Regions from separate parts of the Mus musculus genome. Here all the other regions are linked to region 6. The links are chromatin contacts, called in public ChIA-PET and HiChIP or PLAC-seq maps. All regions are on one chromosome and are shown on one strand. The core of a region is the stretch at or near the end of the contact, and the rest is flanking DNA. Distances in the headings are between cores, read along the strand shown. Region 1 overlaps Nvl (nuclear VCP-like). Region 2 holds the start of Stum (mechanosensory transduction mediator). Region 3 overlaps Itpkb (inositol 1,4,5-trisphosphate 3-kinase B). Region 4 overlaps Itpkb (inositol 1,4,5-trisphosphate 3-kinase B). Region 5 holds the start of Itpkb (inositol 1,4,5-trisphosphate 3-kinase B). Region 6 holds the start of 2900024J01Rik (a long non-coding RNA gene). Region 7 has its middle 23 kb from the start of Gm31728.

Region 1 (2,700 bases), core at 196-2,695, 350 kb after region 6:
CACCCACACCACAGCCATCGACAGCTCACCCACACCACTGCCACCGACAGCTCACCCACACCACAGCCATCAACAGCTCACCCACACCACTGCTACTGACAGCTTACCTTTCTTTTGCAGAAGAGCTTCTATTTCTCCATCTACTTCTTGAAGATTCTCTGTTTTTCTTTTGTTTCCTTTGCCCTTTGCCCTACCTTTCCTTTTCTTATCACTTTCCAAAAGAGAAGAGTCTTTTAAAATCTGGGGAGAAAATACAAAAATTCTGTATTTCAGATTACAATGCTAACAGATGTTTCTTCAAGGACAGCTATATCCATTTGTGCTATAGCACTGCTAACTACTCGCAATCTCTTTGCTCAAGGATTCTGCCTTCTTTCAGAAACCTGAAAGCTTAAATTTTTTATTTGATAATTTTTTTCTCACCTGTGCCAGTTAATCTCTTCTAAAAGACTTGAGGCATATAAACATCAGGTTCTTACCAATTATAATAATGTTCTTGATAGTTGAATACTTGTAGCTTAAAGTAAAGATACTGGGGAACAGCCCACTAATAGTGTAAATGGAAAACCTGCAACCTCAACACTTTGGAGTAAAAACAGAAGAATCTGTTTAAGGCATTTTTAGCCTCATAACAATTTCAAAGTTAGACTAGGCTACAAAAAAAAACCCTATTTCAAGGGCTGAAGAGATGGCTCAGCGGTTAAGAGCACTGACTGCTCTTCCAGAGGTCCTGAGTTCAAATCCCAGCAACCACATGGTGGCTCACAACTGTCTGTAATGAAATCTGATGCCCTCTTCTGGTGTGTCTGAAGATAGCTATAGTGTACTTACATATAATAATAATAATAATAATAATAATAATAATAATAATAATAATAGCCTATTTCAAGATCCAAAATCAAAACAAAATAGGTCTCAGTTTGTAAAGTATCATAAAATCATGAGGTCTGAGTTCAGACCCCTCCCCACCCACACATAAAAAGCTGTGTGCAATGAGGTCGGTCTGTAATGCCAGTGCTGGCAAGGCAAAGACAAGAGGGTGCTATAGCTATATGCCTATAGACAAGAGGGTGCTATAGCTATATGCCTATAGACAAGAGGATGCTATAGCTATATGCCTATAGACAAGAGGATGCTATAGCCTATAGACAAGAGGATGCTATAGCTATATGCCTATAGACAAGAGGATGCTATAGCTATATGCCTATAGACAAGAGGATGCTATAGCTATATGCCTATAGCTTGCTGGTGAGCCAGGATAGCACAACTAGAAAGCCTCACATTTAGTGAGATATTTTGAGATCACAGACATCCCCTTTTCCGTGTGTGCTTTAAGTTTATTCTGTTGTTTTTGTTGTTATTACAGGGTTTCTCTGGGTAGCCCTGGCTGTCCTGGAATTCACTCTGAAACCAGGGTAGCCTTGAAACTCAGGCATGAGTCACCAGTGACCGGCTGACTGTTCTTTCTCAAAGAAAAGGTAGAGAGCAATTGAGAGACATCTGACATTGCTCTCTGGTATGTGACTCACACATGCATTTGCAAATAAACACGCTCATGTGCACGTAGGCACACATGAAAGAATCCGCCAGACCAAGGCTTGGTGCTGAGAAACGAGTTACAGCAGCACTGTTCAGGAGAAGCACATCACAAGTCACACATGTTGTATATATCACTGTGTACACCTCACAGCACACTAACAACACACACTTAAATGTAGACAATAAAGAGGCATTTCATAGGTGCAAACTACTGAACCCAGAGCCTTACATATTCTAAGCACTAAATGAACCACTGAGCCACACTCATCTACCAACAAATCTATTTTAATTAACACACCCCGAACACTCTCCTTTCAACACAGTTAATACAAGAAGTTACTAATGAGCAGAGTCCCAGCAGTCAGGAGGCAGAAGCAGGACTGCCTCAAATTTAAGGCAGCTCAGTCTATAGGACAAGTTCCAAGGCAACCAGCAACATGTCTAAGCTCAGCTGCTAATGAGGTGGTTTGTTTTGTTTTTTTGTTTTGTTTTGTTTTTTGAGACAAGATTGTAGCTGACAATTTTGGATTGTTTTCTTTGAAAAACACAGAAATATTATGGGAATATGCTTTAGGGTTTTTTTTTGTTTTTTGTTTTTTTGTTTTTGTTTTTTCGCACCACCACACCCAGCTCATGCTTTTGTTTTAATGCTAAGTGTGGGATACTGGTTTCAGTTTGTCCACAACATCTGACTACGATTTGCCTTATGCTCTAACAGGCGTGATTTTGCCAGCATCAGTTTTTGAGATAGTGTTGACGTTTGAAATTCTGGGTACTTTTCAGAGATCATATAAAATGCTAGGGTCCCCAAGAGGTGTGGTGGGTTGTTGGTTGTTTGCTATTGGTGTGGTCTGTTAAGTAGTCCTATGCAAGAAGAAAGAAGAAACTAGATATTCTGATAGCAAAGATCAGACTTGCCCTATGGAACCAGTTGCCCCTAGTCAGCAGAAAACAGTCTAATGATAACACCCCCTTTCCTTTCTACCCCTTTTTCTTTCCTATCTAGTTTAAGGGGTTGAAAGGGTGGAAGAAAGAAGAACCCACAAAGTAGCCAAAGTTAGCAAAAAGAGACAGCTACACAGGGTTTCTCTGTGCAGCACTGTCTTGAAACTCGCCCTATAGTCTAGGCTGACCTCGAACTCAGACAGATCTGGCTGCCTC
Region 2 (2,700 bases), core at 142-2,641, 290 kb before region 6:
TGCAGGCAACTAGCTGGCTGGCAGCAGCAGGCTCTCTGAAGAATGCATAGGATGCCTGCTTCTGCAGCCCTGCACGCTGCCGAGGAGGGCGCCTCCGTCTCGTGTGCAGGGTCCACCCGTGGCAGGAGATCAAGTTGGAAGTGGGGGAAGGGCATGCAGGCAGAGATGGGTGCTGGAGAGAGGCGATCAAGAAAGCTCTCATTCTTTAACTTTATTCACCCTTAGGCACTATTTTGGGACAGCAGTGGCTTTGGGGTGTGTCCAGACAGCCAGAGCCTAATACAGACTTATCAAGGCTCACTCTTCGCTTTCTTACCGGCTCACTTCTGGTCACATGCAGTCTAAATACACATGCATGCAAACGGAATAATAAAATCACCCCTTTCCGTCGGTGTACTGCGAAGTGTCAGGCAGAAAAGCGGACACCAGGAAAAGAGACTCTGGCTAAAGAACTGCCACCTCCACAGGCTCTGCACCGCGTGAAAGCGTGACCTGATGCAGTGTGTCTCCTGAAACTGTGTGTCTCCCTTCCCCCAGCTCAACCGACTTCCCAGACTCCCTGGAGCCTGGTCAACCCCATCACAGCCCTGAGTTCTTCCTGTTCGGCCTCCTCTCCTCCCGAAGTAAAGGGATCACAGACGCACTTGATGGGGAAGAAGGGCCAAGATTCCACTCTTCTGGACAGTAGCCTAGCCTGGAGCCAGTGAGCCGTCGGGTCCCTGCTTGGGACTCCAAGATTCTCTGTCAATTTCATAGCTCTTCTCTGCCTGGCCACCTCGCTTGTGGGTCGGAGACCCCCCCAGCGTGGTACCTCTTCTCTAGGATGCCCACGCCACAGGCTTCAGCCACCTGCTAGATACCAACCGTGGGAGCACAGCCTGAAGCTGGTGGACACATCCACGGGTCTCAGCCAGTGCCTACCTCTGCCCTGCCTGGTCTCCATCAGGCAGCCCAGGTCGCAGGGACCGCAGGGGTTAAAGGGGTCACAAGGGTCGCCCACACACACACTTCTTACCCAATCCCGGCACGAAAGTGTTGAGGAAGAGACAGATGACAGCCACCGGGAAGGGCATGTAGGGGATGGCGGCGCGCAGGGGCCCCTTCTTCTCGCGAACCTGCACGACCACCCCGCTGGACGACGATGCCCCCCGGGGATCTGCCGCTGCCACAGCCGCCGCCGCCGCCGCGGTCTCGGCGTCTTTGTGCAAAGGCTCCATGGCTGGACGCGCTCTCCAGGAACCCTGCAGCCGCCCGGGGCACCAGGGCAGACGGCGGCCGGCTGCGGGCTCCTGGCAGCGCGCTATGCGCCCTTCTCAGGAGGCCAGTGCGCTCCGGGTGCTGCGAGGCTGGCGGAGAAGCCCGCCCTCCCGCGCTCCACGCCCCCACTCCGGGCGGAGGGCGGGAGGGGCAGCGTGACACTCTGTGACAGCGCTCCCTCGCCCCTCCCCTCCGGGCCCCTTCCCCGCCCCCTCCACACCTCTCTGCAAAGCCCTTGGTTCACCAGCAATGGAGACCCCAGCAAGGGAAGAAAGCGCAAGGAGAGCGCAAGGATGCTGGTGGTCTAGGTACCCAGAGGGATGGATGTGCCTCACCCTCCTAGCACAGGTGAACTGAGAACCTCACTCAAGGTCCTGGAGAGCTGGGCGTGCACTAGGCTGATTCAGTTGGAAAAGCCTCAAGGTTGAATCTCTCTTCTGGAGTGTGCATTTAATGCTAGGGAGGTGGGGGCTAGGGACGCTTGAAGCCTGAAACCTAGAAACACTTTGCATTTCGAGTCACGGAGAAAAAGCAACGTGTTTCGAGTCACAGATGCTGATAGGACTGGAAGCGAGAAATATAGCTTACAGCTTTATAAACCCATGCATGTCTGCAAGAGATGTTCCCTTCACGCGCCCACACACACACACACACACACACACACACACACACACACACTGTCTCACGTATAAGTTCACACACATAGAAACGAAAATGGAAAGGAATGCTTGCTTGAGGGAGCCACGGAGCTGGTAGTGGGAACCATGCCCTGACCAGTGTGCTGCTGCGGGACATCTGGGCCAGTTATGACTACCTGGTGAAGATGCGGTGCGCCCACAGCGCCCCCTGGTGTTAACGATGCACCGGTGGGAATAAGCGAATAGACTTGGCAAGAGTCCAAACCAAGAGCCTAATTCAGTCTTTTCAATAAGACCCTTCATCTACTCCGATGAAAATGACCTCCTCTAGCGGGGCACGTGCTTCATGGCTGCAATCCCATCCTTGAGAGGTGTAGGTAGGAGGCTCTCTTCCTATCAAATTCAAGACCAACTTGAGCAAGACTACACTTCTAAATAGATAAATATTTTAAGTCTACAAGGTAGCCTGCAGGATTGTAGTCATTACAATGATAGTACCGCAGAGCCAGTGACAAATTGGCTGGGATATGCTGAAGGTTCGAAGGTTCTGGGACTGGGACCTTCCCATGCATCCAACTGTAGGGGAGTTATCAGTCACTAAAGCCCCTCCCAGAAAGTGATGCAGGTCAAGATTTAATGGCCAACAGAAACTACTTGTAGGTATGTTTTATTTTAAATGTTTATCACAGCATCCTCTGTTGGGCAGCATCCCAAACTCTTAACCACATTCAATGCCTGCCTTAACTGTACAAAGCACTACATAGTACTGTGTTTTCTAGATGGAGCAATTAAAGCATAATCGTCC
Region 3 (2,700 bases), core at 32-2,531, 370 kb before region 6:
ATCCACTCGCTTCCTTTTTCCGAAGATTGAAATGACGACTGCTTGAAACTATTTTCCTCTGGTTGGGTTTTTCCTTGGTGACCTCACTCAGAGACAGATGTGCCTAATAATAACAACATCAAAAGTTAAGGAGAATAAATCAACCAGCTGGTCTGTTCCCTAGAAGAGATGCTGCAGTTCCTAAATATGGGCTGTCCCCAGAGACATTGAGGGGGCCCAGCTTACCCAACAGGGCTCTCGTCACTGCGGGAGGATGGAGGTCCTGGGACACTTTGTTCACCCTCTGCCATTCTCAGGCTCCAAGGGTTCAGAAGATGCTCCACCCCCACCCTGGGACAAGCAGCCTTCCCAGACAGACAGCAGGTGGACATCTACAAGGACATCCCTCTCCCTAGGTCCTCAAAGGCAGTATGCATTTCAGCCCTGCCTCCGGGAACTGGGCCTGCACCCAGTCTGCAAAGAAGGTCTTTGGGTTGAGATCCTTAGCTTGGAGGATCCTCGGCTCCGGTGTCATTCCTTGGCCTCTGCCATTCTCAGAGTTTCATTCCCCTACCCAGTGAGAAAGAGCTGTGATAGTCTACGAGAATCGAGAATCGGGAACCTTCTGTAAGCGTCGCAGATGAGAAGGGGACTCTTGTGTGCACCAAGTACTCTGTCTCCCTCTGGGTAGTGACACATAGGAGTGTTGCCGCCGTGTTTATTGGTTTCGTTCTCTGATGGTCTTGAGATGCTTGGTGGAGTCTCAACAAACAAAGGTTAAGTCCCTGTAACCAAAGGCAAAAAGTGAAGGAACCACTGAGTGCCCCTGCTCTATTGAGTGGGAAACCCCACTCCCCACTTCCGTGGACATACAGGCTGCCAGGGTGACGGGTTGAGCATGATTCCAGTTCTGTCACCTTGGGGACACTAGCAGAGGTAGAATATGTCCCTGTTTGCAACCTCTGAAAGAGAGAGGCAAGTATGCTATCTCTGGGATGGCCCCGTGGGATCCTCATACCGCAGCGTAGAACGGGCTAAGTAAGAGCCCACTGCCACCACCGGGGGCCCCACGGTGACAGATACAGGAGGACCAGTGATGAGTCAGACTATTTATGAAAGTCACACATCCTCATAGACGTCAGGATGACCCTGGCCTCAAGTTCTGAGGGTGACGAATCTTGCTCGTACTTGGGGGTTCACTGGTGTGCCTTTTTGGCAACCCGTTTCCTGTGCCTCGCCTCCAGCGGTCTGCACGTGAACAGGAGCATGGCCGCTGAACTCTCAAGACCGGGAACAGCCTGTCAGAAGAGGGAAACTGGGTGACTCACGGCCCAGTCGGGAGCTGCAAGTCAGCTTCTGCCAGGACGGGGCTGCAGAAGTGTCTTCAGAAGGCGGAAAGGGTTTCTGGTGCTCAGGAGGTCTGCACTGTGTTACAGAGTGCCCTTAGCCACGAGCAACTCAGCGCTACCTCTCAGAAATATGAATTGCTCCAGTGTGCCTTGCTTGGAAATAATTTTCTAAATATAGCTGTGGGATCCGCCTGTAAGCCCTTCCTCAAAAGTTTCCTTGTTAGAAATTCCTGAGGTGGGAGTTCCCTGCGCTCAGCCCTGTCCCTTCTGTGTGTCCACCTGTGTCCATGGCATTTGCACTAGGAGCCTGGAACTTCTCTGCCTCCGTGGCTCTGAGCGTGAGTGCTACAGAGGCCGTTTCAGAAGCAACTTTCCTTCTGCAAGCTGCTTGTGAAAGGGGGGCAAAGGTGACCTTTGAGCTCCTTCTGCTTTCTGTGGCGAACTTCCTTTCAGATGCCTGGCTTTCTAAAATGTCATCTTCCAGCCAGGAAAAAGCAGTGTGTGTGTGTGTGTGTGTGTGTGTGTGTGTGTGTGTGTGTGTGCGCGCGCGCGCGCGCGCCTTCTGCCTCAGGAACAACAGAGCAGAGGTGCTCACAGTAACCCTCCCCAGGGCGCCCTGGCTTGGGATGGGACTAGAAGGCCTCTGGTGGCCTCTCTGCTAGACTCGTGGATCTGACTATCCTGTGAAGACTCACAGATGCTCAGAAATGGCTCAGGTGATTCTTCTGGCAGAGAATCTGACTGGTCCTCTTTGTCTCTGTCATCCTGGAAAGGTGGGATTCAGGCTGAGGGCCAGGGTGGAGGAAGAGGGTGTCAGGTCCTGCTGTTGACCAAGCTGCCCTTCCTCAGCATCATCTCCTGCAGGCTTGTGCTGTTGGGGCTGAGAGAGCAGACAGAACTTGGAAGAGGTTCAGTGTTTCTGACTGTAGCAAGCCTCGCCCAAGCAAAGTTGGATTTAACTTTGAGAACAACCTGTTGTCATCGTCAGCTGGTGGTGTTGGCCGAGTGGTATTTCCATGTCACAAGGATGGAGAAAACTGAAGCTCAGAGAGGTTTGGTATCCTGCCCAGGACCTTCAGGCAGGACTAACAGGAGCCGAGCTCAAGTTCATCTGGCTATAAAGTCACATGTTACAAATGACAAAGGAGATAGCCTAGCTGAATGATGCAGACCTGGGACTCTCAACAGGCTTTCTCCTTACCATCTCTAGCACCTTCGGCAAATTGTCTAATCTCTGTGTGTCTCAGTGTTCACATCTGTAAAATGGGATCATGAGAGCACCTCCATGACAAGTTAGCATACATTCACTGTACCTATCAAATGCTTAGCACTGCATCTACCTGTCCAAAGTCCTTAGTACACAAGCTGGTTA
Region 4 (2,700 bases), core at 65-2,564, 390 kb before region 6:
CTATATGCTATAAGCAGTTGCATTCTGTCAGCTAGCCTGAGCTAGATTTGGCCTGTAGTTGTATCCGTTTCTTAAGACTTCCCAACTCTGGCCTAGCTCAGGGAATAGGTGGGAGCTCTCTTGAGTAACGACAGGAATGGAATATATACCCACAGTGTATTACTAATTCCTTCTCTTCCCTTTCTTTTCACCTTTTGAAGGATGGTAGTGTCTATAGGAACAGACTCGCTGACTAATCCACAGTAATAAAGTACCATCCCTTAGGGCAGAGGGCCGTGTCAGCTGGGACTGTGGGTCCCAGAAAAGAGACAGAGGTTGGGGGGGGGCTGCAGCAGTGTGTGGGGGCTGTGTGCCCCAAGTACTGTTTTCTGATGTATCACTGAATTTTACATAGTGAGAGGAGGCAAGCTGAGCAAGGTGTTAAGGTAAATGTCCACACAAGTGATACAGGTTGACCCCCCAACCACCACCCCTCCCGCCCCCCCCCTGTTTTCCCTCTCCCCCCCCCCCCCGGCTCAAGTGGAGGTTCCAGCGATTCTAAAGGAGCTGGCAAACACAGGGACAGGGACTTGGCCTCAAATGCTGACCACTTGTTCATCTGGGGGACCCTTTCTCACAAGGCTTGAGCGCCCTGATCGGGATGGAGGTGTCTTGCATTCACATTGAATTTTCTCCCTTGCTTGGCCCCAGGGACAGGCTCTGCTGTGTCCAGAGGCTTTAAGGCACGTGGACAGAGAAGGTCCGTCAGTGGACAAATTCGCTTTAAATTGTGTCTGGGACAACAGAAACTGTTCAGTTCCTCTCTCTGACTTTGCTTTTGCTTCAACTAAACTGAGTCGCGACTCTAAACAAATTCCTTTCACAGATGTCTGCCTCTGTGTACCTGCTGGGAAACATGCGCACTCTCTATTCCTCTTCCTCTCTTCTGTGGAGTCGTTGCTCTCCTTTTCCTTAAAGTTCCCTGATTGTTTAGCATTAATTCTTCTGGTCATAAAAGGGACGAATTTCTGTCCCCTCTACTCGTGGCCACAGACATTCCCTACCTCCGACCTCTCCCTCCAAACTAAGTTATAAAGTCGGGGCTGCCTTTCAGGAAGGCAAACTGGTTTCAGGAAGGAAGACTAGCGCTTTGTCAGAGTCTTAGAACTCCGGCTTCCCCTAACTCTGCTCCGCCCCTCCCTCCTCTGCAATGCCCTCCCTTCTTCCGGCCCACCCCTTATTTAGCTCCGCCCTTCTTTCCTAGCGCAGTGCCCCGCCTCTCACGCACTCGGCCCTTCCCCCGGAGCCTGACGTCATGGAAAGGCGGGGTGGAGCCATGTCCTGGACACCCTATGCCTGCAGGCCCCACCCTCCATCAGGAATGGGATGTGCCACCCTGGAGCGGTCCCTAGCGGCCTGAGGGCTCTGATGACTTTGAGCTGTTAGCCTCGGTGAACAGGTCCTAGACTCCGACATCAGTAAGAGACTACAGAGACATTTCTGTCTTCTCCCCTGCGTGGCATTCTCTGGATTCCTCTCAGATTTTTCTCTCCAGCTGAGAACGACGCCTTCTACACTGGTGAAAGTGGTTTCAAAAGTCAGACGCTTTCTTGGCTCTTGCCTGTGAAATGTGATTTAAAACAGTAACATTTAACTTTTTTTTTTTTTTTTGAAACATTCACATCTGTTGTGGGTTAATTCAGAGAACGAAATAAAAATCCTTGCAGTCATCCTTGGTAGGTTTTTCCTCATGCATTGCTTGTGTTTATTACCATTCCTAAGCAATTTTAAGTAAAGCCTTGAGTTACCCTGATAGAGAAAAATGTCCATCTCTTATCTCCCCCTCCCCCAAACATCAGTTAAAAGGGAACTAGAACGTTAAAGATATTCCTCGGGAACCATTCTATCCACAGCATCTCAAAGACCCCTGGTGTCTGCCTTCATGTGGTTAATCAGTCTGTTTTCTGCGTGGAGGCTGAGAACTGACATATTTGGCTTGGGGGTTGTCAGACTCAAGACACTGTAAGACAAGATTAGCTCCTCTCTAAATTCCAGGAGTGTAATACACCAGACTTAAAAGAGATCAAAGGCACCGAAGGGATGAGGGGACCCAGGAGATGGCTGGCACATTAGGAGATAGTCTTCTTTAGCATCCAGGTATGTTTTAATTTTCACAAATGGCAAGATTGCAATCAAAACGAACAACAGGAACATGTTGAGAGTCAGTAAGTGCTGTTTTGGAAAGGAACCAAAGCTCTAATCCCTAGAGAAAGTGACTAGGGACTCCCAGGACAGCCTTTCCCATGCAGACTTACCCTCAGAGTAATGCTTGCCTAGGGCTTGGCCCTGGGGATGCCCCCTTCCTGCATCCTGGCTGCCTGCCCCTTTTCTCCAGCAGAGTTGTTGATTGACACCTGTGAGCCCTTCTGGGGTGGCCTCACTCTAAACACAGGAAACCACCTTCCTGGTAACTGAGTGGCTTAGAATGAGTCTCCTGTGAACAAACCTTACCAAAGCTGTAGCTCAGCTCTGTTTTGTTTGTTTGTTTGTTTGTTGTTTGTTTGTTTGATTACAAAAGGGCAAATGGGGCCAGGTTGGTGGCTCACTCCTGTAAACCCAACACGTGGGAGGCTAAGCAGGAGGATCTACACCAACCTGTGCTACATAGTACCTTTTGGATGAGTCTGGGCTGCAGAGTGAAACAGTTTCAAAAGCATATTA
Region 5 (2,700 bases), core at 37-2,536, 450 kb before region 6:
ACACACAGGACAGGCATCTTTATTCAGCCCCATTGAGGGTGAGAGGGAAACCAGATTCAAGCCTTCCAGGGTATGTTAAAAAAAATAAAAAATAAAACAAAAACAAAACAAAACAAAACCAGAAAGGACTTGTCCGATTCCAGGAATTCTTGGCTGGAAGGGCTCTTGGTTTCAAATTTGCTTGAGTCTTTTCCTGACCAAGCTGCAGGTTGCTTTGCTCACTTCAACGGTATTGTTACATAAACAAGTAAGCTGTCTGCTTGCTACAGGCGGTCAGGTTTTCCATCCGAGGTTTGGCTAATCAGGATATATGGGCGGATACAAGCTTAGGATTCTTAAATCTCCTAAACCTCGCAGCTGTGTTCCCTGTTTCCACTAAACGCTAGAGTTTAAGATTTAGGGAATTATGCAAAACAGGCTTGCAGTGCCGGGTGGGGCTTAAGTGTGTGTGTATGGGGGCAGGGAGTGTCCCCCGCCCTCCAGTGTTGCCTGGTGCCCCCCCCCCTTTATTTGAGGGTAGAGTAGAACCCTTGAAAACGCAGGAGTAAATTCACAGGAGACTGAGCAAGTGGTTGAAGACATTGATCGGGCCTCAGCCCCAGGACTATGCTTTTTCTTAAAATAACTTTTTGAGAGTTGAGTGCAAAAATACGCGAACAGCACAGCCTCTGTGTGCGTTTATAGATAACTGCTTAATGCAGAGCTCCTTCACACATCTAGCCTACAAGACACTCAGCAGCTCACAGTCCAACCAGTCTTCCAAAATTCTACCATGGTGCATTAAAACCTAAAACTGTGCAAGGAAATGCCCTGCAATATATGCAATATACCTTGTAAAAAGTTGCCTATTGTAGTACAAGTACACCCTCTGCTTAGGCAGAATATTACCCCTCTTTCGATGCTAGAAAAATCCCCCCCCCAGCAGCTTTGTTTAGCACACTCAAAATTTTATTAAAAACAGTTTTCAAACGTAGCTTCATAAAACTAGACACCAGCAAACCTTGGTCGAGGGATGGAAAATAAATCGTATATCTTTAACCCGCAGAAGTTAAAGTCTTTTTTTTTTTTTTTTTTTTTTTTGTTAGCTAACAATGGAAACTTTTTTTTTAAGTGTTTCCCTCCCTCGGTTTGCCAAGCAATAGAAAAAAAAAAAAAAAAGAAGAAAAGAAAAACTTGTTCCGCTGAGTTCAACCCCAGACAGGCTCACAACTTCCTTCCTGCTTTCCTCCCCCAAGCCCCCGCCTCTCTGCCTCCTCCCTCAACCCCCAACTTTTTTTTTTTTTTTTAAATCTTACATTGAACAAACACTGAAGTAGCAGGGAGCAGACGCTGACAGCGGTAGTGTCTCCAACCAAGCACAGAGCAACGCAGGGTCGGCCTGGCGGTGTCCCCTCCGGGATCGCCTAGTCCCTGCGCCGGTACATTCAGCTTCGTTGCACCCCACTTTTTCCGTCTTCCATAAGTTGTTGCGGAAACCCTTTGGGAGCTTTTTTATTTTTTTAAAAAAACTTTAAGCCACTTGGTCTGTACGAGCCCGGAGTCCCCGGGGCATGTCGCCTGCACGGGACCTGGAAGTCTGAGCAATTGCAGGTAAGCGTGGCGGCTCCTTCCTGGCCCTCGTCTCTGAACCCTCTTTCCGCTCCATCTGTGCTGGGGTTCCTCTGGGTGTTCCGGGGTCCGAGCACAGCACGGAGGTGAGGGCTAGAACGACGGAGAAGGGAGGCTGATTTGGGACGGTAGCGTGGCGTGGCCTTGGGGGCAGAGGAGGCGATTCGACTTTCCCATCGCCTTCCGGGCCGCTGCGCCGCCACCACCTCCCCGGCGCGCTGCGGGCGTCTGGGGCTCGGCTTGCCCGGCGGCTCCCCTGGCGCCAGGCGAGGCTGCCCGGGATGCGCGAGGCCCTGCCCTCGGCCGGCCGCGCTGCTCCGGGGCTTAGCTTGCGGGACCCCGAAGGGCTGCAAATTCTCAGGCCTGCACAATTAGAAGGCCTCCGGGCTGCAACTGTGCAAGCAAGCCCAGAGTTCCTCCGAGGGGTGTGGGTCCCGGAGGGGGCAGCTGGGTCCTCGCTAACAGGATGCGCGCAGGGCTGAGTAGCTGCGGACATGCATCCCCTCTCCCAAACACACACACACACACACACACACACACACACACACACACACTCGCTGCAGGGTCTGAGGGGACAGTAGGGAGCCACCAGGATTGATTCCAGTGCTGGATACTGCAGAGTTTGCTCCCTGGCGCGCACGCGTGCCCACATTCACAAAACACACTTGTTTGGAGACAGACAGACATCAAGGCTAGTGCTGAAAAGTGCCTGGACTGCCCCACCCCCACCCACCCCCGCGCTCTTCCCGGCCTTTCATAGGCCGAGAGGCATAGCCCCAGACCAGGATCAGAAAGAAAACGGTGGGCACACAAGTCCCCTTCCAGGTCTCGGCTCCAGCAGCGGTTTGGGGAAGGCAGGTCCGGGTCAGGTTCCCTGTGACTTGGCCTCTGATGTCCTGAGAGGGTGGAGCAGGGTTGCCTGTCATCCTCGATAGCCGGTGTTTGCTCTGGCCAAGGAAACCTGGCCAGTCTCGAGGAGGGAACCAGCGAGTTGCACCTCCTCCCTCGGCCATCCGCGTGGCTACCGAGACTAATTTCAGAATTTGGGATTCTAGGTGTTCTTGGAGTGTATCACAAGCTGGGGGAGGTGGA
Region 6 (2,700 bases), core at 166-2,665:
ACTGTTGGGTCTCACACTCCATTTTGGATTTGCCTTTGAGGATCCCCACCCCCGACTTCCCCAAGGGGAAGGGCTAAGGGAAAACTATTTAGTTGGTGAACCCTACCTTAAGACGCCAGATTCTGGCACAGTCCCCTGTCAAGCTAGTGCAAGCCATCTGGGAGAACCACATGGGCCCTGAGCTTCCAAGAGACCCTGAAGGCTGGAAGGCGGACATTAGGAAATAAATACTTTACCTCTGTCCTTCCGTGTCTCAATACTGGTGACTTGTGGGCACTGCCCTCCACGCAGAGCTGGACAGAGTCCCTGCACAGAATAGGCCTGGTCATCCTGAGCAAGAAGATTAACAGAGCGGGGCAGTGGTGGTGCACACCTTTAATCCCAGCACGTTGGGAGGCAGAGGCAGGCGGATTTCTGAGTTCGAGGCCAGCCTGGTCTACAGGGTGAATTCCAGGACAGCCAGGGCTACACAGAGAAACCCTGTCTCGGGAAAGAAGAAGGAGGAGGAGGAGGAGGAGGAGGAGGAGGAGGAGGAGGAGGAGGAGGAGGAGGAGGAGGAGGAAGATGATTACCAGAGCACCCTGCAGAGGACTCTAGAATTCTGAGGAAGAGACGGTGTGACACAGGGACTTTAATTCATACTCTGGACAGTTAACACTTGAGGTGTCCAGGGATCACCACTTCAGGGATGACTAAATTACTGCTTATCTACATAAACACCCAAAAGAGTCATAAATTAAGGTTCTTTTGCAAAGTGATTTATGTACCATATGTGACCTGAGAGAAAGAGTGATCTGGCTGGCACTTCTGGCCCAAGGAACTTCTGAAAATCCAGCGAGCTGTGGTCTGGGGCTGGAGCTGCCGGTCGTGTGGTTCCGGGGCCGCTACTGCAGGAAAACAGCTGTGCTTCTTTCTAAGAGATCCTGTTGTACACACCAGGCCTTGCACTGAGTAACAAAACAACACTACGACCTCTAATGTCTGTGTCTGTGACTGGAGACAGTCTTGCAAGGTGGTGGCGAGGAGGCCACAAGCTTTCGAATATCAAATTTCTGCTGCAGCGCCTTGCGGCTGTGAAACCATAGCAAGGTCAGAACCAGGGTCCCAACCTCTCCAGGGCCCCGAGGCTCATGGTCTCCCACTGCAGGAGCATACCTGCTTCCGGGACCAGCTTTCTTTTGGGGGAACGGCGCGGCCTAGCGGCCTCTGGTAACCGATGCAAGGATCCCTCTCTTCCCTCTCCCTTCCCCCTCCCGAGTCCCAGCTCTTGGTTTGCGCCTTGGCCTCGGGATCTTCCGGGTCCCACCGCGCGCTGCTCGCGGGCAAGCCGCTGGGCTCTGGCGCCTTGAGCATCCGAGCAGGTCCTGCCCCCGCCGTAGGCGTGGGGACCTAGAGCTGCCCTCCGCTCCTTGTCCCGGGCCAGAGGCGGACACTAGGCGGTAGAAGCAGCTGCAGGGTCTGCCCTGCCCCCGCCCCGCGCGGAGAGCTGCTGCCAGGAACAGCAATATTAATAGGTACAAACTTCCTGGAAAGATTTTCGTCTTCGCGGTAAATGACCCCTCCTTGTCTGCCGGGGCAGGCGACGGGGAAGCCTGGGACCCACAGGAGCCAGGGACATTTGGGACCCATGGAGCTGTGGCTCACGAGAGCTGAGGTTCATTGGTTGGGGACCCACTCGGTGGGCAGGTCACAGACACCGTAGGGCAGGGCTGGGCTCGCCTTGGTAAATTAGGCGTTGGAGCCGCGACGCCCGATTGCCATTCCTCGGGAGCGCGCACGCCCTGGGCCACCCCGCCCGTATGCAGCGGCCGTAGCTCCTCCTCCGGATCGGGCTTCGGGGACCTTTGGTCACTTAGGAGCACCCAAACAACTCTGCAGCTGGTGCCCATAGGTGCGCGTCATTCCTTTCTCTAGAATTACCTGGCCCAGAAGCAGTTGTAGCCAAAGCCACCTCTCTCTTTCCCAGTCGCCAAGAGAGGACGGATCAGGAAGCGTCCCACCGGCCGCTTGGGCGCTGTGTGGTCAGTCCATGCCTGCATCTTGCGGATAGTCAGGTCCCAGTGCCTCCGCAGGAGGCTCACTCCCCGTACGGTGGCTGGAGTTCCCAAACCCTTTTTTTTTTTTACAACTCTGGACAGGGCGCCTGTTCTAGATTGGTTGGAGGTGTTTTCCCACCTGAAAGTCATCATTCATTGAAAATATTTATTGAAGCCGATGTGGTGGGAAGCTTGTAATTCCAGCACTCTGGAGGCAGAGGGAAGAGGATCTCCCATAGGTAAAGTTAGCCAGGTACTGAGCCCTTGACTTAAACAAACAAATTATCGCTACAAAGCAAACACAAAAATCCTCTTTCCCAAAACTTGAAAAAAAAAAAAAAAAGACAGAATTGAAACATACATGTGGGCAGATGGCCATGGAAGCTCACGGGAGGAGAGGCAGGAAGAGGATGGAGCAGGACAGAGCTGTGTAGACGTGTTTAGTGTTGGGACTGGGTGGTTGGGAAAGAGCAAGCCAGCCTCACAGGCTCACTCCCAAAGATGAAGACTGGCCCTGCTGGTTCCACCGGTGGTGTGGGAGTCAGAACGGCAGTTTGGGGCATGCTGGGTTTGATGCACACATTGGACATCCAAGGGTAGGGCGGAACAGATACTGGTCAGACAGGTCTCCATGCGAGATGCGAGACAGGGGAAAACACCTGAA
Region 7 (2,700 bases), core at 158-2,657, 500 kb before region 6:
CTGGAAGAGCAGTCAGTGTTCTTAACCGCTGAGCCATCTCTCCACCCCCCATGATTCCAATTTTAATGAGAATCTACTACAACAATAAGATGGAGTTCTACAGGCTTCCACTTGAAATGCTGCTAAAGGTTCACGGGCAACATAGTTTGTTTGATTGAGACAGGCTCTCCTGTGGCCAAGGCTGGCCTTGAATGTGGTATGTTGTAGAGGCTACCTGGAACTTCTGATCTCCTGCCTCCGCCTTACAAGTGCTGGAATTACAAAAATGTGCAACCATGATGACTCGGGGCCGATTTGAATAGGATAAAAGAGAGCAATCCGTCTGTTACTCAATGTAGGACACACAAAGCTTATCTCTTTGCAGACTCTTTCGCTCGTGGGATCAGATGTGTCATGAACAACTGCCGAGTTCTCTTGACTGCCAAGGGACACCTGCCTGAGTCTTCTGGGTCCCCCACAGGTCTTTTAGATGTAAGGAATCCGTGATGGGTGCCAAGATACATACCAAGCACAGACACTTTGAGGATTCTGGCTCTATCACGCCCATTCTGCAGACCAGAAAGGGCTTCAGCAAACAAAATTTGGAGATGAGTTAGCTGTTCTGCAGTGGCCTCAGGCTCCACCTAACATGTTTCCAGAGAGAGAGGCAAGCCCGGATAACCCACGTAAGTATGTTGCTGTGCCCTTCCTTCCTGGAAGTTTTCGATTTTCTTACCTGGTCATTTTCAACTAAATCTCTAGGTTATGGAAAAAGAAAGATCTCATTTGAATGGAGGAAGCCTCCTAATGGGCACATGTAAATCATGGTTAGAAATGTTTGAATAGCCAGATGGTAGAAACTAGGACTCTAGCATTTCCTGATAAACACAGAGGCCGTTTTGAACTTGTACATGAGTGGTGGCAAGGGCACTTGGATGCAACTTTGTATCTATTAGTTGTTTAACTCCTAGGAGAGGGGAGGCTGGGGAGAGGAGGAACTGTCCACATTCTGGTATACGATACTGTGCTTAGGTATAGCGCTTAATAGTTTAGTGTTTTCAGTGGTTGGGGTTGTCATTTTTCCCATATGACACCGATGTGGATTTCCCCAGGGTCACCTCCCAAAAGAAGTAGGCAGTGACATGGTGACTGCTGTGGGTCTTTCTGTTAGAAAGGCTGCAGATGAGCAGCAAAGACAAGATGGGCCTGCAGTAAGTACAGAGCAGTTTGGGATCGAAGAACCCAGGTTTTCATTTCTAAATGGTAAACCCAAAAGGGTTGGCCCTGAGTTTATGCAACGTCCCTCCGCAGTGTGCCAGCAGTTTGAGAGGCTTGGAGCTGTGCCAGCAGTTTGAGAGGCTCCGCAGGAGAGGTGAAATGACTTTTGTTCTTCCCTCTGTAACTAAAGCTGGCCACACCCTCTGGCATCTGACTGAGTAGGAAAAAGACCTCAGGGTGTTCTGTGCTGGGGACACCAGGTGACTGTACAGAGTCCATGCCAGACAGGAGATTCCAGCAGGTGCAGGGCTGACGAAATACAGAAATGCTGAAATGCGCAAGCGCGGAGGGGTTTCCTGCCTGGGTGGAGCTTCCAGAAGAGTCACCTCCTGCAGGGTGAGGGAGCTACAGGTTCTCCTCCACTCCCCACAGCCTTGCCTGCTCTTCTGCTTCCTCTAGGATGGCTAACTGTACCGGGAACCCTTACTTTGCTTTCATTCTTACAGATTCCAGATCTAAAAATAAAGGTCAAATGGCAAACAGACCGTGCTCTCCAACAGCACCAGCTACTACTATTTACTTAAAGCAAGCTACTAATCAAGGATTTTAAAGCCAAAACACAAGGGGGTGGGGTATAGTCCAGTGTCGTACAGCTACAGAGATTCTCTATGCTTAGTCCTTTTGCTGGCCAAGAAATGATATGCCTTCAAACAGATCTTCAGACATATTCAAAAATTACTCTCAAGTTGTTATTCATATATCATCTGTGTGCCACCTCACTTTGGGTGAGGATGGAACAAGGCAGTAATAATAAAACACGCTCACGTTTATTTTGACTTCACAGATCTTTTGTCTTCCGTCCTCTTGAGGGCCTTGAGGTGTAAGGCATCTGCTATTAGGGACTTGTATGAATCTGTAAGGTCGGTTTGGACATGTGAATCGTCAGCAAAGGGGCCTGGCCTGCAGATGTCTTGCTGACTTCCTTGGTGAGGATATCATCTGATGACAGCTCCAGTAAAGCATATTCATCTTCAAGGCATGTAACAATGCAGCTCTGTTGGCTAGGGGTAATTTTTAGGTCATTATGAACTCCTAAAGTCACAAGATACAGACATCTCTTAATTGACATTCTATCAATTATAATGCTATAATTTAGGATGCTCTGGTGTCTCAGGGAGCTCAAGGGCTAAGGGCACTAAAGTAAGCAAGGTCCCGGGGCTCAGGACAAACACACACATCTCAAAGGCACATGGCATTTCTGGACCTGTGAGCAGGGACTCCTGTGACCCAGCAGGAGTGGCCAAGGGTCTGCCATGCTCAATCACACAGTGTAGCCCCAGCCTGTAAGGCACATGGAAACCGGAAAACCATCCTTGTATGTAGAAGAATTGAATGTATAGCTGGGCAGTGGAGGTTCAAGCCTTTAATCCCAGCACTCGGGAGGCAGAGGCAGGTGGATTTCTGAGTTCGAGGCCAGCCTGGTTTACAGCGTGAGTTCCAGGA

Evidence for each region. ChIA-PET counts read pairs in DNA pulled down with a chosen protein or histone mark. HiChIP or PLAC-seq counts read pairs in DNA pulled down with a chosen protein or histone mark.
Region 1: a contact with region 6 is called in an HNF4G HiChIP or PLAC-seq map of pancreatic cancer cells. The contact joins the enhancer-like site here to the promoter of 2900024J01Rik in region 6. A contact is called at or near these places in 1 of 484 Hi-C or Micro-C datasets (large pre-B cells), 3 of 115 datasets of contacts at active chromatin or transcription factors (bone marrow-derived macrophages, large pre-B cells and pancreatic cancer cells) and 1 of 9 other capture datasets (liver).
Region 2: an H3K4me3 HiChIP or PLAC-seq map of bone marrow-derived macrophages shows a contact between it and region 6, with 6 times the contacts expected there. The contact joins the promoter of Stum here to the promoter of 2900024J01Rik in region 6. A contact is called at or near these places in 12 of 39 promoter capture datasets (the 3T3-L1 cell line, 3T3-L1-derived adipocytes, the C10 cell line and 7 more), 1 of 15 datasets of contacts at CTCF or cohesin (pro-B cells), 4 of 484 Hi-C or Micro-C datasets (cerebral cortex, cumulus cells and embryonic stem cells), 13 of 115 datasets of contacts at active chromatin or transcription factors (T-cell acute lymphoblastic leukemia, bone marrow-derived macrophages, embryonic forebrain and 4 more) and 3 of 9 other capture datasets (embryonic stem cells, liver and pancreatic islet).
Region 3: an HNF4G HiChIP or PLAC-seq map of pancreatic cancer cells shows a contact between it and region 6. The contact joins the enhancer-like site here to the promoter of 2900024J01Rik in region 6. A contact is called at or near these places in 1 of 15 datasets of contacts at CTCF or cohesin (embryonic stem cells), 3 of 484 Hi-C or Micro-C datasets (CD8 T cells and embryonic stem cells) and 17 of 115 datasets of contacts at active chromatin or transcription factors (CD8 T cells, the HPC-7 cell line, T-cell acute lymphoblastic leukemia and 10 more).
Region 4: a contact with region 6 is called in a FOXA1 HiChIP or PLAC-seq map of pancreatic cancer cells. The contact joins the enhancer-like site here to the promoter of 2900024J01Rik in region 6. A contact is called at or near these places in 4 of 115 datasets of contacts at active chromatin or transcription factors (bone marrow-derived macrophages, craniofacial prominence, embryonic hindbrain and 1 more).
Region 5: a contact with region 6 is called in an RNA polymerase II ChIA-PET map of memory CD8 T cells, with 216 read pairs. The contact joins the promoter of Itpkb here to the promoter of 2900024J01Rik in region 6. A contact is called at or near these places in 9 of 39 promoter capture datasets (the 3T3-L1 cell line, the HPC-7 cell line, embryonic stem cells and 4 more), 1 of 484 Hi-C or Micro-C datasets (CD4 T cells), 10 of 115 datasets of contacts at active chromatin or transcription factors (bone marrow-derived macrophages, craniofacial prominence, double positive thymocytes and 4 more) and 1 of 9 other capture datasets (embryonic stem cells).
Region 7: a contact with region 6 is called in an H3K4me3 HiChIP or PLAC-seq map of bone marrow-derived macrophages, with 5 times the contacts expected there. The contact joins the enhancer-like site here to the promoter of 2900024J01Rik in region 6. A contact is called at or near these places in 1 of 15 datasets of contacts at CTCF or cohesin (large pre-B cells), 15 of 484 Hi-C or Micro-C datasets (B cells, the CH12 cell line, the G1E-ER4 cell line and 8 more) and 14 of 115 datasets of contacts at active chromatin or transcription factors (the 230-238 cell line, T-cell acute lymphoblastic leukemia, bone marrow-derived macrophages and 8 more).

What each region holds. Positions count from the first base shown.
Region 1 is chr1:181,130,631-181,133,330 of GRCm38.p6, forward strand. Nvl (nuclear VCP-like) reads right to left here. Exons shown (of 23, transcript NM_026171.2): 7 at 108-240. Among named protein-coding and RNA genes, the nearest start is that of Nvl, 12 kb to the right of the region's middle. Within about 2 kb of position 1,446, at least 33 of the 459 cell types and tissues checked have an H3K27ac peak or open chromatin away from gene starts, as enhancers often do. A contact at or near this core is called in pancreatic cancer cells, where this site is marked.
Region 2 is chr1:180,482,113-180,484,812 of GRCm38.p6, forward strand. It overlaps Stum (mechanosensory transduction mediator), which reads right to left and starts at 1,392. Exons shown (of 4, transcript NM_001081227.2): 1 at 1,016-1,392. The coding sequence starts at 1,217.
Region 3 is chr1:180,402,685-180,405,384 of GRCm38.p6, forward strand. The region is part of intron 2 of Itpkb (inositol 1,4,5-trisphosphate 3-kinase B); the gene reads left to right. Gm39712 (a long non-coding RNA gene) reads right to left here. Exons shown (of 5, transcript XR_003948302.1): 1 at 2,301-2,700; 2 at 2,024-2,208; 3 at 853-1,277; 4 at 602-764; 5 at 1-103. Among named protein-coding and RNA genes, the nearest start is that of Gm39712, 4.4 kb to the right of the region's middle. Within about 2 kb of position 1,282, at least 216 of the 459 cell types and tissues checked have an H3K27ac peak or open chromatin away from gene starts, as enhancers often do. A contact at or near this core is called in CD8 T cells, the HPC-7 cell line, T-cell acute lymphoblastic leukemia and 2 more, where this site is marked.
Region 4 is chr1:180,386,352-180,389,051 of GRCm38.p6, forward strand. The region is part of intron 2 of Itpkb (inositol 1,4,5-trisphosphate 3-kinase B); the gene reads left to right. Among named protein-coding and RNA genes, the nearest start is that of Gm39712, 21 kb to the right of the region's middle. Within about 2 kb of position 1,315, at least 389 of the 459 cell types and tissues checked have an H3K27ac peak or open chromatin away from gene starts, as enhancers often do. A contact at or near this core is called in bone marrow-derived macrophages, craniofacial prominence and pancreatic cancer cells, where this site is marked.
Region 5 is chr1:180,329,190-180,331,889 of GRCm38.p6, forward strand. Itpkb (inositol 1,4,5-trisphosphate 3-kinase B) reads left to right here and starts at 1,287. Exons shown (of 8, transcript NM_001081175.1): 1 at 1,287-1,590. It also overlaps the pseudogene Gm5069.
Region 6 is chr1:180,776,546-180,779,245 of GRCm38.p6, forward strand. It overlaps 2900024J01Rik (a long non-coding RNA gene), which reads left to right and starts at 1,416. Exons shown (of 3, transcript XR_373751.4): 1 at 1,416-1,514.
Region 7 is chr1:180,278,419-180,281,118 of GRCm38.p6, forward strand. No RefSeq gene overlaps it. Among named protein-coding and RNA genes, the nearest start is that of Gm31728, 23 kb to the left of the region's middle. Within about 2 kb of position 1,408, at least 112 of the 459 cell types and tissues checked have an H3K27ac peak or open chromatin away from gene starts, as enhancers often do. A contact at or near this core is called in the CH12 cell line, T-cell acute lymphoblastic leukemia, bone marrow-derived macrophages and 1 more, where this site is marked.